2 separate regions of the Ovis aries genome follow, and region 2 is linked to region 1. A link is a contact called in public Hi-C data. All regions are on one chromosome and are shown on one strand. The core of a region is the stretch at or near the end of the contact, and the rest is flanking DNA. Distances in the headings are between cores, read along the strand shown. Region 1 overlaps SLC4A1AP (solute carrier family 4 member 1 adaptor protein). Region 2 holds the start of RBKS (ribokinase).

What was found. Hi-C and Micro-C count contacts between places; a contact is called where the count stands out from the background.
Region 2: a Hi-C map of liver shows a contact between it and region 1, with 2.6 times the contacts expected there. The contact joins the promoter of RBKS here to the enhancer-like site in region 1. A contact is called at or near these places in 6 of 16 Hi-C or Micro-C datasets (hypothalamus, liver, muscle and 3 more).

What each region holds. Positions count from the first base shown.
Region 1 is chr3:34,716,654-34,719,897 of ARS-UI_Ramb_v3.0, reverse strand. All of the region lies in intron 13 of SLC4A1AP (solute carrier family 4 member 1 adaptor protein), which reads right to left. Among named protein-coding and RNA genes, the nearest start is that of SLC4A1AP, 31 kb to the right of the region's middle. Within about 2 kb of position 1,672, at least 19 of the 54 cell types and tissues checked have an H3K27ac peak or open chromatin away from gene starts, as enhancers often do. A contact at or near this core is called in liver and tail adipose tissue, where this site is marked.
Region 2 is chr3:34,888,245-34,891,488 of ARS-UI_Ramb_v3.0, reverse strand. RBKS (ribokinase) reads left to right here and starts at 1,751. Exons shown (of 8, transcript XM_027966632.3): 1 at 1,751-1,877. The coding sequence starts at 1,777. The region is part of intron 1 of BABAM2 (BRISC and BRCA1 A complex member 2); the gene reads right to left.

The DNA.
Region 1 (3,244 bases), core at 423-2,922:
AGGCTCCCACCTCTCATGGCTGAAGGAAGAAGCCAAGGCCCAGGCTGGGGACAGACTTACCGGAATCCATGGGTCTGGTTGGGGGCCCACATCTGGTGCTTTCCCAGCCCCACAGCCTGCCTTGTTTATTTGTTCAACAGGTTTGTTCAACCATGGCACAGCCTGTTCTGACTCTGGAACATTTAAGAGATGAGCCAAAAAATCACAGAAAAATGGTTTGCTCTGGGAGTTAAGGGGCGGGGCAGCCAGGGTGGGAGACGGGGTTCCAGCCAGCTCTGGGGCAGAGTTTTGGCTTGGCCTCTGCTATTTTTTTCCTTCCTGCCCTTGGGAACCAAAGGGACTCCAGTGGTATTTCCTGCCTCGGTTTCTCCAGGACTATCACATGACTAGACTCAACTGTAAGATCCCTGGTTCCCATCTCCACCCTCATCAGCTTCATCCCAAACCACAGCTTTCCCCCCACTGAGTTCAAGCCACAGCTTGATCCCCTTGACCAGCCCAGGGATGGAGCTGCTGGGCCCAGCACCTGGATTGCTCTGTACCCTCTGCCTGCAGGGATCTCTTTCTTCCTGCTTGTGAAAGCTTGCTTATCTTTCTAAACCCAGCTGAGATGTCACTGCCTCAAAAACCTTGAACTGATTCCCCAGGTGGACTTCCAGCTACTTTTCAAGTTTTAAAAAGCCCAACCAGGATAAACAGGATAGCAAAAATGCTGAATCTCTTTGCTTTTGTGTGACTAGATACTCAGTGTCATAATGTTATTATCTTGTGTTGATCAGAAGCACTTATTTGCAGTTACATAAATGTCTGATTACAAAAAACTTGGAAATGAACACCTTACAAATGCAGTTTGTTTGGCTGACAAGATAATTCTTTTAAATATTAATTAAGTTCAGGGTAGCAGAAGAGATTGGTGTGTGTGTGTGTGTGTTAGTCACTCAGTCGTGTCTGACTCTTTTCAACCCCATGGACTATAGCCCACCAGGCTTCTCCATCGTGGAATTCTCCAGGCGAAAATACTGGAACGGGTTGCGTTTCCTTTCTCCAGGAGGTCTTCCCGATGCAGGGATCAAACCTGGGTCTCCTATATTGCAGGTAGACTTTTACTGTCTGAGCCACCAGAGAAGATGGTAAGGACAACAACAGCAATCTCCATGGTGAGAAGGTGAGTCTAAGGTCCTGTGTAGCCTTTTGATACACACAGCTGTTTCATTTCCCCAAAAGGCCTGGTACACAGTAGATGCTCAGAAAGTATTCACTGGATACTGTACGTGAAGGTGCAGGGTATATAAGGATGATGACACTGGGGTCACTGAAGCCTCTGTCAACTCTAGTGGCTGCCCCTTGGGGACCAGATGAATAACCAGTCCAGGAGCTGTCCTAGCCTCAGGGACAGCTAACTGCCAATCCTTAGGGTTCACCCAAGTAGCGCTGAGATTGCTTAGAACCCGGGGACAAGGCTGTGTATTCTCGACCCCTCCGGGGAGTAGGGCAACAGCCTGGATTCCGATGCCCATTGCAGCCACCTTTGCCCCTCTGCTCCAGGCAGCTCCCCAAGAAGCAGAGTCTGGCCAATTATGGGAGGTGCTGTTCTCCTTCACTTCCAGCATTAGCTTAGACCTTAAAAATCGCAGCCTGGCGCCTGCTCTTCTCATGACAAGGAAAACAGGAGATGTCAGAAGCCTCCTTAGGTATCTGGGAGAGAACAGCTCCTTCTGCTCCCTCCCCTCCTTGTATGAGGTCATTGAATCAGGATGACAAAGCAAACAGTGACGTGTTGGGACTTGTTCCCGGATTGATTCCAGGGTTTCTCCAGCCCCTCCTTCCTCCTCCTCCTCAGAATGGCAGGCCCAGGTGTGAACAACAAGCAGAACTGGACTCAGTCCTTGGGATCTGGGAAGCGGATGCTAGTTGAGGGGCCCCCTCTGTGGTGGTAAAGAGGAGGTCCCAGGGAGAGCCGGGTGCAAGTGGGAATCGTGATACAGCACCACTGGACACTTTCCAGACTTCACTGTGCTTTCCTTTGTTCTCATTTGAGTTAAGGAGGGCAAGAATTCTTCTCTGACTTTACAGATGAGAAAACCAAGACTTGTTTAAGGTCAGCAACTTAGGGCTTCATGGCTTAAGGGTCACAGAGCCAAATATGAGATAGTTTTGTGACTACAGCATCTTCCCACCTCATCACAGTTCTTTTTTAAAAAATGTATTTATTTGGCTGCGCCAGGTCTTAGTTGCTGCATGTGGGATCTTCAGTCTTCATTGCAGCAGGCAGAATCTTTTAGCTGAGGCATGTGGGATCTTAGTTGTAGTCTGGGATCTAGTTCCCTGACCGGGGATCAAACCTGGACCCCCTGCCCTGGGAGCGCAGTCTTAGCTACTGGACCACCAGGGAAGTCCCACCATAGTTCCTTGAATTTCACTCCTTGGTATACCTGTTTCATTCCACCATATTGTTACTTAATGTTCTTCTTTAAATAAACTCACCTTAAAAGTTGACCTCATTCTATGCAACATTACATACGTGTATGTATGTATAAATAATGCATGTATTTATATTCACAACTGCTAAAATTAAACATGTTCGTTCTCCTCCCCCAAAGTCAACTTTCATAATGCCAGCGATGCTGGTGCACACTTTGAGAAACTGTCCAACTGTCCTCCGCCCTCCCTGCATTACTAATGATGGATTGTCACAGGCTGGCAGCCAAGTGGCTGCCTTTGTTGAAATGTTCAGCCAGTAGGATCACTCAGGGCCACCACTGTCGTTGTTAGGGCTGTGCCTCCAAATCACAGAATTACTAAAACAGAGGGGATAAGAGACGTCATAGAATCCAACTCCTAAGGGACAGAGTCTTATACAGCACACCCATTCACAGTCCTAAAGGTTAAGGGAGCAGCACACAGAGACAAAAAGACAAATGAGCTGGAGTCTTTGCTCGAGAAACTCACAAACCTTACAAACATAAACAACTGAAAACTAAAAGGAATAAGCAAAGAATCTGGAATTATGGTTCCACCATGAACTTGGCATGCCTTTGAGCGAGTTGCTTCATTTTCTGAGCCTCAGTTTCCTTAGACAAAAGGTGATAATAGCTCCTCTTTTTACCTTTAAGACAGATAGCAGCAGCAGCAAACTCCTCCATAGAATATTTGCATTAAGACTGGAGAATGACTTTCTCCAGGTTAAACAAAGCACCAGAAATAACAGGCTGGGAAGAGATTTGGGGAGCTTGTCAGTGTCCCT
Region 2 (3,244 bases), core at 502-3,001, 170 kb before region 1:
TCCAGATCTCCCTCAAAGTCCACTATACCTAACTTCTTCTCAAATAAACACCAAAGAGGAAAGCATCAACGCGAATTTGTTTTTTCAAAAGCATACATCTAGTAAAAAAAACAAAAAAGTCATGAATTTAGACTAACGGTTTCTTGACAACTAGAAACAAATTAGACTAATGTTGGCCTACTGCTGAAGCTGGCCTAAGTGATTCACTAGGTAAAATGCTAGAGGGAACAAACCTGCTCCAGAAACCAAACTATACTTAAGGTGACAACACCCCATCCAATTCAGCAACTGTCATGACCTTAGAATGACACCTGAAGGAATGAATTTGTCTTTGTTTCCTGAGCACCCATAATACTATCTTTTGACAGTGCAAGATTTCACGCAGCATTAAAATGTTACAAGCACAGCTGCTGTGACTTCTCTAGACGAGAGAGAGGGGGGGGAAAAACCTGACTCCAAAATCAGAGGTCACCGAATAGCTAAAAATGATAGTTCTTTGGCTTCTGAGCAGGATACACAGATGGGGGATGATCTCCCAGTAGTATTTTTTACACAACAAAGCACAATAATCGATCCCAGATAGGCAAAAATTTACTGTGGCCCGTTTCCCTTGAAAGCTAGTTGTGAAATTTCTATTTCCTGATTTTGACGTGTAATATACAGAAGGAAATGCAGAAATACAATTTTTACAGAGCTCTGCTGCCTCAAGATAGGGTCACATGAGGTACTTCGATGGGCAGTCTGGGGAATACAAACACGTCTAAAGCATCGTCTACCTTCTCCCAATTAAGATGGGATGACAAACACGGAAACACGTGCCCAGCTTACGTCATGGAACGGAAAGGGGTGGCGTCCTGCTGCGTCACGTCGACGTCATACGGCGCACGAGGGAAGTACACAGGGGAAGTAATTTCTCCAAGGGGCAGCATTCAGGAAAAACAATCAGCTCGAACCCAAAGAATGACCACCCCGCTCTAAAAGGGGACAACTTCTCCCAAATTGTATGATCCCCTAATCAGGCAGGAAAAAGCAAAGAGTCTTGAGCTTAATCAGGAACCAGGGGGCGGGCTAGGTGTGGAGACAGGTCAGCCTCTGGCCTTGGGGGCTCGTTCTTGAGGGGACTAGCGTGACGGGAATGAGTAGGGCATCTTTGGGACAGGGGCCTTCTCTATAGGAAGAGAAGGAGAGCCCTGGGCATATGTAAAACCACGGTCCTCATAGCCACCTGTGCAACTCGGGATCCAACCTCCCCGCACCAGCCCCAGTCCAGGTACCTGGAACTTAAGTCGGATCGGTAACCGGCGACTACGTGGGGTACAGGTTACCCGAGCGCGCCCCCGACCGACGCACCAACCTGCGCGCGCACCGCGGGCCGGATGCGTGCGCGTCCCCGGACGTCCCGCCCCGCCCCGCCCCCTCGGCGGCCCTGGAGCTGGGCGGCGTGCGCGTCCCCGGCCGCGCCAGGCCTGGCGCTCGGAAGGGCGTCCCCCGAGTGCCTGAAAGTTCCTACCTCCGCGCCTACCTCGTGCGTGGCGAGCTGCGCGGAGTCTGGAACTCGTAGGATGGCTCTACTACGAGAGACTGTGCAGGAAGACAATTTCTGGAAAAACTGGGGGCAGTTGGTGCATGGGGTTATTTCGGGCATCCAGGTGGGCGACCCACCCGGGCGTCCGGAAGGCCCGCGTCGTTAGGGAACGTGTGAGCGGCGTCTCTGGTTACGGGGTGGGGCAAAGGTTAAAGGGCAGCCTCCAGGTTGGACACTGCCGACTTTGAGCAATGGCCGCGTCTGGGGACTCTGGGAGGCAGTGGCAGGAGGAGGTGGCGGAGGCGGCGGCGGCGGTGGTGGTGGTGGGCTCCTGCATGACCGACCTGGTCAGGTTAGTTCGGGACCAGCGCGCAGAGGCTGCGCCTCCAGCGCTCTCTTCTCTCTGCCTTGGAACTAGGGCTTTGGGGATGGAGTGTTGACTTTGGATGTGAGCTACTCAGTCTGTAAAGAATCTGCCCGCAGTGCGGGAGACCCGGATTCGATCCCTGGACCGGGAAGATTCCCCACGAGAAGGGAATGGCTACCCACTCCAGTATTCTTGCCTGGAGAATTCCATGGACAGAGGAGCCTGGCGAGCTACATTCTATGGGGGCACAAAAGACTCGGACACAACTGAGCGACTAACCCACAGATTTCCCCAGCCCGCCTCGCGTGCCTCCATAGGGTAGAAGAGGGAAGTTTGAGTTTGTAAAGGTCATTGTCAGATGAGGGAACATAAAGGCCAGCCTGTAGTGACAGCTCTCGTTTAACTAGCAGCGCCTCTAGAGATCTGGTCCTGTTTTCTTGACTAGGCTGCTAAACCTATTTCCTGGCTAGCCGAGTGACTTTGGCCAAGTCATTTTACCTCCGAGAATGTGCCCACTTAACACGGTTGTTTTGCACACTAAATGGAGAAAACTGTTTTGAGCTGTAATACTATCCAGGTTGGGTATTATACGTGTGAATGTGTAGAAAATGGGTGGAGCCTAAGACAAAATTTTAGGCGGTCATCTTTCACCATATTGATTGTCAGCTTGCTTGCATATCATATTTACAGATTATTTTTCAGTATTAGAGTAACCATAGGTTACCTGTGGCAAGCCAAATGTGAATCAAATTAAAAATCCAGTATATACAACCATTTTAAAGTCATTGAATAAACAAAATATGCTAGATGAAAATAGCTGAGTTAGGGCAGTGAGACTGAATGGAGAGATCGTTCCAAGATATCTTTTTTTTAATGAAATCGCCTTTTTGATTGTAAAAGTAATGTATGTTTATTTTAAAGAAAAAAAATGTTCCAAGAAAATCCTACCATTTAGATTGCTTGAGTTTAATTTTTTGGTGAGTGGCTTTTCAGATATACTGCTGTTTTTATATTATAAAAATAAAAAATGATCACACTACAGTAAGACCTTATCTGTCCTGACACCTTGCCTTTTCAAAGGACAGCTGAGAACCTGGAAATAAAAAGACCTTGGGACTAGCAAAATTAGTCACCAAATACCTGCACTAAACTACCTGTGATTTACTTAAAAACTAGTTTTAGGGTCTTCACATAACTGACCAAATCTTACATTGTTTACAATGTTTATAAGCTGAGTTCAGTTCAGTCGCTCAGTCGTGTCTGACTCTTTGCGACCCCATGAATCACAGGACGCCAGGCCTCCCTGTCCATCACCAACTCCCAGAGTTCACTCAGACTCACATCCATGGAGT